Linked DNA regions of Hordeum vulgare: region 2 is linked to region 1. The links are chromatin contacts, called in public Hi-C maps. All regions are on one chromosome and are shown on one strand. Each heading gives the region's core, a stretch centred on a gene start, on an enhancer-like site or on the middle of the called end of the contact. The rest is flanking DNA. Distances are from core to core; before and after follow the strand shown.

Region 1 (5,288 bases), core at 1,636-4,135:
TAAAGAAACAACTTTGGCTTCTCCCAGGAGCATGATCATTGGACGACATTCCTTTGTATTTGTCCGAGGAATACGGGGGGTCCTCACGAGACAACGTGTGACCCGTTCTTCTTTGTTCTCAGGAAACTGACCAATGTGATCCTGGGGGCAACACCTGTGCCCGAACGCTTCTTGATTGTTGTTGTCTTCCACGGCTTTCCATCTTGCACAGTACCCGTGGTCGTCGACGTTACGTTGTAGAACTGCATGCAAGTACATCATGATTCAAACCGGGAACCTTGAAATCGATGGATTGAGTTTTTTTTCCTCGGGAAAACTGATAATCTTACACAGCTCAGGATAAAACATTTACCTCACACACACCATGTAATAGCAACCTCTGAAATGGGTCCTGGACATTCAACACAAGCACATCTTTATCAATATTGTCTTCAATGAAGGCCCTAATCCGCTCCTGCAAAAGTGGAGCATGGTTTTTGCAATCTTAAACAACAGCAACATAATAAGATATAGACAAGTATTTTTTTTTCAAGAATAATGTAGTCAAGTATATACTTTCTGCAGAACATCTAAGCTGGCTGCACTACTGAATCCAACAAGTATTAAACAGATATAGATAGAACTTACAAACAGTGAGTAGGACTCCATATGGAAGATCCACAATGCAGTCAACACTTAAAAATATTTTCCTACTCAATCCTAAGCAGAATCAAATTGATCAAAACAGCATGTTCTTTGTTTCATCAAAATAATAGTGCTAAACCGATAACTCATACACAAGCCCATCAGCAGTACATAAACTGAACTTACTAATATAAGGAGTGCATAATTTGTTGGTTTTAATTACTGAACTCAGTTCGACAAAGAATTATCAGATTTCATTTCTTTCCATTTGCATAATTTATTTTATCTATATGTGCTCAGAGTTCCGAAATTACAAACCAAACAGATGAGAGTGGATGAATTATCTTCATGTGCTACATAGCATAACACAACCAAAATATTACTAGGATCATTTTATTTTTACTCCCAAGTCTTGACATCACACATGTTCTAAGCATTTTGACAACAAACAAAAAATATACCAATGTTCAAACAAACTGATTAGGTTTAAAGAAAGTAGGACCAAAAGGCAGAAGGTCATACTTCATATATTTCAAGCAGTTCAGGTAGGAAGTTTCTCTTCATAGCTTCTCTTGTTTGGCAATCTATACGACGCCAAGCATTCAGCACAATTAACTCATCTTCATTCATAAGATTCTTCTGCTTCGCTGATGATTGTTTCATCCGTTGCATAAATCTTGCCTGCAAATAGAGAACTTACCAAGTGTCATGGATCTATTAACAATGCATACATACTAGCAGTATGATAGGCACATTTTATAAGTCTCTGTAGTCTGTACATTTGGGTTTAATATATTGCAGACTAGTGATGGACAACATACATCGGCATGACAGATGCTAACATACCTCAACGTCCATGTCAATGCTCCTGAAGGCATCCCACTCACCAACACTTGTCCTGCAAAATGCTGACAGTGGTGCTTCCTCACCTACATGCAAAAAAATGGTCAAATGCAGCAAACAAATCAGATGTTCGAAACATAACAAATACATGAAAAAAATGTATTGATGCCTATGCCAAATGAGAGCACAACTAAAATGGGAAACTCCGCATAAGCGCTTAGAGGAAAACATGCCACGGAAAGAATCACTACAGATCATTCACACGATGAATCATGAATACAAAGAAATTAGTTAACGCCATAACACTACCAATAAGAAGTTAAAATAAGCATGTTTTAAAGAGAAAAGATGTTTCCTAACAAAATCTAAACCACATACTGCAATTCATGTAGGTTTAAATGGAAAACTAGAATACTCAGTGCAGACTTAGTTAGAAAATCAAATTCTCTGGTCAGGTTGCAAAATGGTGTAACAAATTTGAGCGGCATTGGAGCTCACCAAATGGCGGAGGGGCAAAGAGGCCTTTGATTTCTTCAACATGAAGACGAGGGACAAGCTCAATCAGCAAGCGATCATTCAACCATCTGCGAGACCTCCGGTTACTAACCTGTGAAACATTGTAAACCACCATAACATGCTTAATCATATAGCCTTAGATAATTTTATATTGAAACACATATGTACACGCATAAAAGTATGAGGTCGCATAAAACAGATCAATTTTTTGTTCCCAGTTTGAAGGTTTCACCCCAAGGAGACTAATAATATGGCAAGTCTGTGCTAATTTCAATTGCTTCTCACAAGAATTGCACAAGAAACACCATGATTTAACCAATTAAACTCATATTTCCAACCTTGAAAAAACCATGGCTCGAGCGCTACCTCCCATGACAAGAATCAAAATAGGGAACATCATCGACGGGTCAGGTTCCTCACCTTGGTTGCCATGTCCTCCAGGGCTTCAATCTTCCTCTCGATCATCTGCCCACGTGTCTTGGCGGCAGCTGCATCGCCTGCGTTAACAGGAATAAAATTCCAGGAAAGGAGCACCACATTAGGGAAACTTTGGGCACAGCTAACACCGAGATCCACCAATTTCCAGCGAAAATAATCTACCTTTAGCGGAATCGAACAGGGACTCGTAGAACTCCTCCTCCCTCCGCAACAGATCCGCGCTCGCCATGGTTGAGTGCTTCACGCAAGCTTCTCGCCCTCCCTTCTGGACCTCTAGTTTCTGCCGCGGCGATGGAGGAATCGAGGCTTGGGGTTGGCTGGCTTCCGCTTTTGTTCCGGTTGCGGCTGGCCCTCCTCCGTTCTGTTTCTAGGGTTAGAATTTGGGGGAATCGTGTGCACGTGATTCGTCTTCCGGGCAAGGGAGACGGGGTTGGGCGAGTAACGTTACGCGCGCGTGGGTTACTGGATGAAGGTGGGACCGTACATTTGTGTGGGACCTACGTGTAAGTTGGCGGGGCTGGCTCGGGGACTGGTTGAAGATGAGACGGGCACGGAAGAGATCGAGTGAATATGCGGATGATTGGAACTGGATCTGTGGTGGTGGTTGTCCGCACAGCAGATTCACAAGGTTGCCTGTTTTCGCTTTCAAGAAAAAGTTGCTTGTTTTCTTTTTCACCCGAACAACCGCGCTTCGCGTCGCGCGTAAAAAAACTTGTTTGCCGCACGCGCTTTGGCTGGTTTAGCGCGGCCGCCAACGCTGGCTCCAACAGCCGCGCTAAAATGCAGCGCGCAAAAAATACAGCGCGCGACTCGTCGGGCATTTCACATATGTGGCATTTTGAACACAAAATGAGTTTGAAACATTCATCAAAATGCAATGAACATGTAAAATTTGACACAAACAAGTTGATGAATAAAAGTTCATGACCACAAGTTCAAAATCATGCCCACAAGTTCATCCAACCAAGTTCAAAATGCAAACTAAAGTTCAAGACACAGATGAAAGACACATCAATCCTCTTCCTCGTCTTCGTCCTCATCTTCCGAAGATGATTCTTCCGCCTCCGAAGATGAATCTTCCTCCCTCATCTCATCACGCACCGCATCACGTGAAGCTCCGACGGTGTTGGCAAGATCTTCAACGGCATCTTCATGGGAATGTGTGTGAGGAGGCACATCGAAAGACATTCCGCTCATGGCGGCCGGAGGTGCATCCATGCCTCCCATGAGAGAAGCAAAACTCATGCCTCCCATGGCGGCCATAGCGTCGGGGGGTGCTCCAAAGCCACTGCCTCCCATGACGGCCGGAGGTGCACCCATGCCTCCCATGGCACCTAAACCGCTCATGGTACCTCCGAAGCCACCCATGCCACTCATGCCGCCAAGGCCACCGCCACCCATGCGGAGAGGAGAGAGTGCGGCGCGAGCGCTCGAGTGTGGCGCGCGTGGAAGCGGTTATTGCGCGCCCGCTGGAGCCACCCGCCGGGTTGCGCGCGCGCTAAAATGGCCTAATTTTCGGCGCGGCGCTTGTTTAGCACGGCTGTTGGAGATGCTCTAAATATGTATCCATAGCAAACAAATATGTGGTTGAAAGTATTCTCAACCCATCATAATTTAAATCCTGGTGTTTGCATTATTTCTAGATTTATTTTAGGATTTTCGGTGATGCGTATTCAGTGGAAGGAGATGTTCCCATTGACGACGAGACGCTACGGTAACTTCATAAATCTCAAGATGATATGTCGGTCCAGTCTCTCAAAGATGTTCATAGAGATGAGTGTATACGTGTTTATATGAGTGCTTGCGTCTGTACTGTGTTAAAAAGAAATCTATATCCATGCTAAGTGATGATACTAAGCTCATGTATCCACTCCGCTCCGACGTGGAGCGACAACATTGCTTTGTACCGTATGCATACACTTATCAGGGCCCATGTTCAATGGTAAATTTATTTTCAGGTCGTCCAAAGAGCCCAACTGATAGCAACAAAGCTAAACTACTTCCTCCGTTCTTAAATATAAGTCTTTTAAGAGATTCTACTAGGAGGTTACACGGAATAAAATGAATGAAACGTAACTAAAGTATGTTTATATACATCCGTATGTAGTTTCCTAATGAAATCTTTAAAAAAATTATATTTAGGAACGGAGGGAGTAAAAGACACGCAACAGTTGATAGACAAAGAATTGACGAGAGGTAATAAGTGAACGAAGCTAGACACACACCAAGGCCGAATACAACTCCACAACAAGGCTGCAAAATCACATACTACAAAATATATGGTTAGAATCTTTTGGCCAAGAACAAAGACAACATGTAGCCACAACCCGAGCACTACGCTTTTAATTTGATCCAAACATGTAGTAGCATGAAGCTTTCCACGAGCAATTTGCCTAATGAAGACCTTTTTTCTCAAACTCGATGCAACTGCATTAAACAGTGTGTGAAGCCAAATTGCTGGCCACTAAAGTGGATACACATGGGTCAGGACCGTCAGTTACACTGTTCGGCTCCCCGGCCATCAATGAGCCCTTCGTCGCAAGGGTGCATGTCGGTGTCAAAACCGGTAGATCTCGGGTAGGGGGGTCGAACTGTAGACCTTGGATCGATGGGCTGCAGGAGAAGTGGGAGACAGTATTTACCTAGGTTCGGGTCCTCTTGATGAGGTAAAACTCTACGTCTTGCTTGATTATATTGATGTGGATGATGATTACATAGTTGATCTACCTCGACATCATATGAGCTAAACCCTAAATGATTCAACCTGTCTACACGCATGAGAACCTCTGGTTTATATAGACACCAGGGTCCCTAGGGTTTACATGCCACTGACCATAGCGGGGGATACACGAACCGGCCTAATCCTT
Region 2 (5,288 bases), core at 866-3,365, 360 kb before region 1:
TTAGCGCAAATTGAAGAAGATCCATTCTTCTAAAATATGGCTCGTAACGAGGGTCATATACAAGAGTTTCATTGGGGTTGTGCCCCCTCAAACGAAGTAGTTGAGGAACCTAAACAAACAAAGGCATAATTTGTTAATTGACTCAACTTGTCAAAATATAAAAATCATGGAGTATATAAAAATAATCATCAACAAAATCATAATTACCTCTCCTCTTTCAACTAGCACCACACGATGCTTCTGCTCGTAGTAGTCATCTAGACCCGGATATTGATCGGGCCGAAACATCCTACATAATATGAACAAAATTCTTACCGGCCTCTTCGAATAATATAAACTAAACCTAGGCATAAACCTAATGCGGATAATATGAACAAAACCTAGGTTATACATATAGCCACCAAAAACTACATCTACACACCATAAACTACACCTATTAACAATCACAAAATAAATTTTACTTCAAAACATGCGTACACCTAGTGCAAAAAAAATCTACACAAATACAAAATCATTGCAATAATTAATTGGAGGGATTGGAGGAGCTTACCGGCCTCTTCGATTTGCCCCAAAGAACCAACAAAACGGTTGGGGGAGGAGGGAGATCGAAGGGGGGATCTGGAGGAGGAGGGAGAGCTTTTTCGTAGAGAAAGAGGAAGAAAGATCTGGAGGTGGACGAAGGGACGCGGGGCAGTTACTTATGAGGCCTGCAACGCCAGCCTCCTTGGCGTTTCTGCTAAGGGCTGCAACGTCCAGTGGACTGGCGTTGCACATGAGGCCTGCAACGTCCAGTAGACTCGCGTTTGGCATAAGGTCTGCAACGCCACGGCCTATGACGTTTTCAAAAGGGTCAAAACGTGAAATACTTTCGAACCGAGTTCGTTACGTGATGAACTTGCGCCTTAAGGATCAAAACAGTGAAAAAATCATCTTTATGGCCCAGCCTGACGCGGGTTGTTGTAAATTTGACGAACAGAAGCCGTAGATTCTCTCCACGCCTTTTAACGGACGGTCGGTTTGACCACAGGTCCATCAATCACGTGAAACTATGATATGGATATGTGTGCTCGTACTCGTGCTCGTACTCGTACTCGTACTCGGCAAAGGCATCTATACTATCCATCCCTCGGCGGCTCTGTGTGTTGTTGTGCACTTCTGCCGCACGCAAGCGCGCGCATATGGAGCACCAGTATATGCGGCATGTTCTTCCAAGTCCCAACAGTCTCCAGACCTTAAAAAATGGGAAAAGGCACACGCTAGCAGGGCAGGAGACAAAAACGGGGCAGAGACCGAAGAATGTGCAACATGGTTCGGTACCTTTGGTGCGATTGCGGTGGCCGGCCCGGCCCCGCCCCGCCCCGCCCCGGTTTGACCCTTTTCTTCAGTCACCTCACCTCCGGGCGCTCGTCGGTTCCCGTGCGGTTGGCCCAGAGGCCCCGAGCCACAGGTGCCGGCTGCGCATACCAACCCGTCAAACAAGCGCTTGTAAAAGTGCGTTCGGTGCTCATGCTCACATCACACTGGTGTGAGCGTAGCGAGACTCTTCTGGGCGGGCCATTCTGCTTCGTCCCTGCGCCTAAAGCTAAACATGCATCCGCCATTATGCATGCCAGTCTCCTCCTCATCATATTTTTTTTCTTCTTTTTTGCCCAGTTGCAAGTTTTTCTCGTCTTTTTTTCTCCTTCGCTTGCAAGTACTATAGTAATGCTGTAAAAACATGAATGCTTTCCTTTTATTTTCTGAGGCTAAAAAGGTTGTGCCCATGAAATAGGAAAGCAAAGAAAAACTTGTGTTTTTCCCTTGCCCTCTCTCTATATATCCATAGCCTTCGACGTATGTTATCATTTGTGAAGGGTGGCTGTCCTAGGGGTCACGCAGCTATAGAGAGTGAGCAACTTGGTTGTTGGGGGAATTGAAACTCTACTGATAACGATCGAAGTACCAAGTGGAAACGCTATTTGGAAACCACGATGCCTGCTGCCTCGCCACAAGCAGCAACTTTGCTTTGAATCTCTTCCGATTAGCTTACGTATTCAACTGCACGATCCAGCCCCCCATGGGCCCCATCTACAGATGGCCTACGTTTATTCGATCCGGTCAATCCCTGACAGCACATGTGTGGTTGCATGGTCGAAAAACACTATCAAATGCCATGCATGATAGATAGGTGAGACGTCACATCCATGTGGCGACCACAAGAATCTCCCTGTAGAAAGAATACTGGTGCTGCTCCAAATAACATGGTCAAGATGCTGACATGCAGGAGCACAAAAGCAGCTTAGGTAGCCAAGACCAACTCCACCACGCGACCCCATCCAAACGTCCGTTTGGTTCGGATTTTGTCCGTTTAAGAGCAGACAAGGAGTCGTGTCTGGGCCTGTCCTCCGATGCGGTGGCCGTGGCCCAACGCGCGAACGCATCCTTCGGTCGCATCCTGTTCGCCAAGGTCAATATGACGTATATTCATATTTATTACTATTTTAAACAAGTTTGCATGTCCAAATATCAATTCTCTCTAATAAAAATAATTTTACAACCCAATCAAAATTGCCTCGAATAAAATAGTTTTACAACTAAATCGAAATTGTCTTGAATAAAGATAATTAACCAATACATCTATTGGTTTTCAATATGATCCCACATGTGCTCAACCAAGTCATTTTGAAGCTGCAAATGAGTGTGCCAATCACGGGTTTCATGATGGAATAGGGTAAACTGCTCAAACGTGGCCGGTTCTTGGTGCAGGGGCACAACATTTTTACCTTGAAACTCAAATCCTTGGTCAAAAATGGAGTCATCACGCTCGTCCTCGACGATCATGTTGTGCATGATCACACAAGCAGTCATAACCTTCCAGAGCTTCCCTTCATCCCATGTCAATGCAGGGTTTCGAACGATACCCCATCGGAATTGAAGCGCACCAAAAACACGCTCCACACCCTTTCTAGCACTCTCTTGCATTTGGCCAAATCTCTTTCTCTTCTCTCCTTGGGGGTTTGAGATTGTCTTCACAAAAGATGACCACTGAGGATATATACCATCAGCCAGGTAGCATCCCTTGTTGTAGTGGTGGCCATTGATCTCAAAGTTGACAGGTGGAGAGTGGCCTTCTGCAAGCCTAGCGAACACTGGGGAATGCTGCAGCACGTTGATATCATTGTGAGAACCAGCCATGCCGAAGAAAGAATGCCATATCCAAAGATTGTGCGAAGCCACCGCTTCTAATATGATAGTGCACGCTTTCACATGCCCCTTGTACTGGCCCTGCCAAGCAAATGGACAGTTCTTTCACTCCGAGTGCATACAATCTATGTTGTCGAGCATGCCGGAAAGCCTCTATCGGCGTTGATCGCCAACAACCTTTCTATGTCATCGGCATTTGGCTGCCTGAAGTACTCGGGGCCAAACACCACTACCACGGCCTTGCAGAAGTTGTATATTGACAGCAGACATGTGGACTCACTCATGCACACGTACTCATCGACAAGATCGCCTGGAATTCCATATGCAAGCATGCGAATGGCAGATGTGCATTTTTTATAAGAGGAGAATCCAAGCTTGCCAAGGGCATCCGTTTTGCACTCAAAGAATGGGTCATGCTGAACCAATCCCTCACGGATGCGATTGAACACATGCCTTGACATAAGAAAATGGCGATGGAATTTCTCTGGTTTGAAGAGTGCGGTATTCTGAAAGTATTCACCATAGAGCAAGCCGTGGCCTCGCTCTCTCTCTCTCTCTCGTGCGGTTCAGGTTGGGCGCACGGTCAGGCATTGGCTCCCTGTACAGCGGCCGCTGCCTTTTAATGTGGTCATGAACGACTAGTGCAGCCACCACAAGTTCTTCGTCATCCGAGGACGAATCATCCGATGAAAAAATGAAATGGTTGAAGAAAAATTCATCTCCACTGTCCATACCTTTGTGGGCAAAGTGTCAAACACATTGCGGTCGTGATAGCGAAGAGGCCGTGAATCACCTCGAGGCAGCGGGGGCGGATGGCGGCCGGCTACATGTCGCTCCGTAGCACCCCCGACGGTAGCTGCCGTTGTCGATGGGCGTCGTTGGCGACCGGATAATAGTGGCGGTGCCGACGACGGGGTTGGGTCGGGAGGGCCGGTTGAGGCTTGTGGGAATGAATCGACAGAGTCCCCGACAGGCGGGCCAGGGGAGGACAAGGGTGTGCATCCCACCCGTCTGCGCGCCGTCTGTTTCTCCCCAAACGCCGCGCATGTTTTGTGTGGGGATGGGTTGAAAACGTACATTTGTCCATTTAGGGCCGCGTGTTGGGCCGCGCTATTTGTCCGTTTTACCCCAAACGGACGCACCCGGACCGGATGGGGTCGCGCGCTTGAGTTGGCCTAAGGGAGGAAGCTAATCCCCCAGCGACATGGGATAACCCTAGATCGAGGCGTCCAACCCCCTCTCCTCCCTCCCCTCGGCTCGCCCTCATGAGAGGAGCGGCCGAGCAAGTCGACGCCGGCTCCTGTGAAGGTGGCGGCGGGGCCCTTTCCATTTTCACCTACTTTCTTGCGCGGCGTGTGTCGGACGACACGACTCCTGCCATGGACGACGTGGGATGGGGCCAAGGCGGCGTGGGGGCTCGCGCTCGCGAGATGCACAGCGAGGGCGTGCACATGGGAGGAGGCGCGATGAGGGCGTGCACAATGGTGGAGGCGCGGCGACGGTGCATGCGACGAGGGCGCGTGCGAATGAAGGAGGAATACGACACACACAACAAGGACGGGGCGAGGCACGCGTAGCAAGGACGGAACGAGGCGTGAGGTGCCTTCGGTGGGTGTGCGGCGTCGGCTATGGGTGGGGCCGACCAGATGTGGGCCTTTCCTGGACGTGGCTGGCGCAAGTGGTGGAACGCTTTGCGGCGGTGGCTGCGGGCGGGGACGGCTCTTGGAAATATGCCCTAGAGCAAATAATAAAGTGGTTATTATTATATTTCCTAGTTCATGATAATTGTCTATTATTCATCCTATAATTGTATTAACCGAAAATCCTAATACATGTGTGAATATATAGATCACAATGTGTCCCTAGTGAGCCTCTAGTTGACTAGCTCGCTGATCAATAGATGATCATGGTTTCCTGATCATGGACATTGGATGTCATTGATAACGGGATCACATCATTGGGGAATGATGTGATGGACAAGACCCAATCCTAAGCATAGCAGTAGATCGTGTTGTTCATCTGCTAAAGTTTTTCTAATGTCAAGTGTCATTCCTTAGACCATGAGATTGTGCAACTCCCGAATATCGTAGGAGTGCTTTGGTTGT

What was found. A called contact is a pair of places that touch in the nucleus more often than the background predicts.
Region 2: a Hi-C map of leaf shows a contact between it and region 1, with 3 times the contacts expected there. The contact joins the enhancer-like site here to the promoter of LOC123395751 in region 1. A contact is called at or near these places in 2 of 6 Hi-C or Micro-C datasets (leaf and seedling).

The regions. Positions count from the first base shown.
Region 1 is chr5H:276,267,697-276,272,984 of MorexV3_pseudomolecules_assembly, reverse strand. It overlaps LOC123395751, which reads right to left and starts at 2,885. Exons shown (of 7, transcript XM_045090783.1): 1 at 2,584-2,885; 2 at 2,404-2,480; 3 at 1,966-2,074; 4 at 1,471-1,553; 5 at 1,147-1,305; 6 at 353-454; 7 at 1-242. The coding sequence starts at 2,650. The coding sequence ends at 84.
Region 2 is chr5H:276,629,203-276,634,490 of MorexV3_pseudomolecules_assembly, reverse strand. No RefSeq gene overlaps it. Among protein-coding and RNA genes, the nearest start is that of LOC123395751, 360 kb to the right of the region's middle. Within about 2 kb of position 2,115, at least 3 of the 3 cell types and tissues checked have open chromatin away from gene starts, as enhancers often do. A contact at or near this core is called in leaf and seedling, where this site is marked.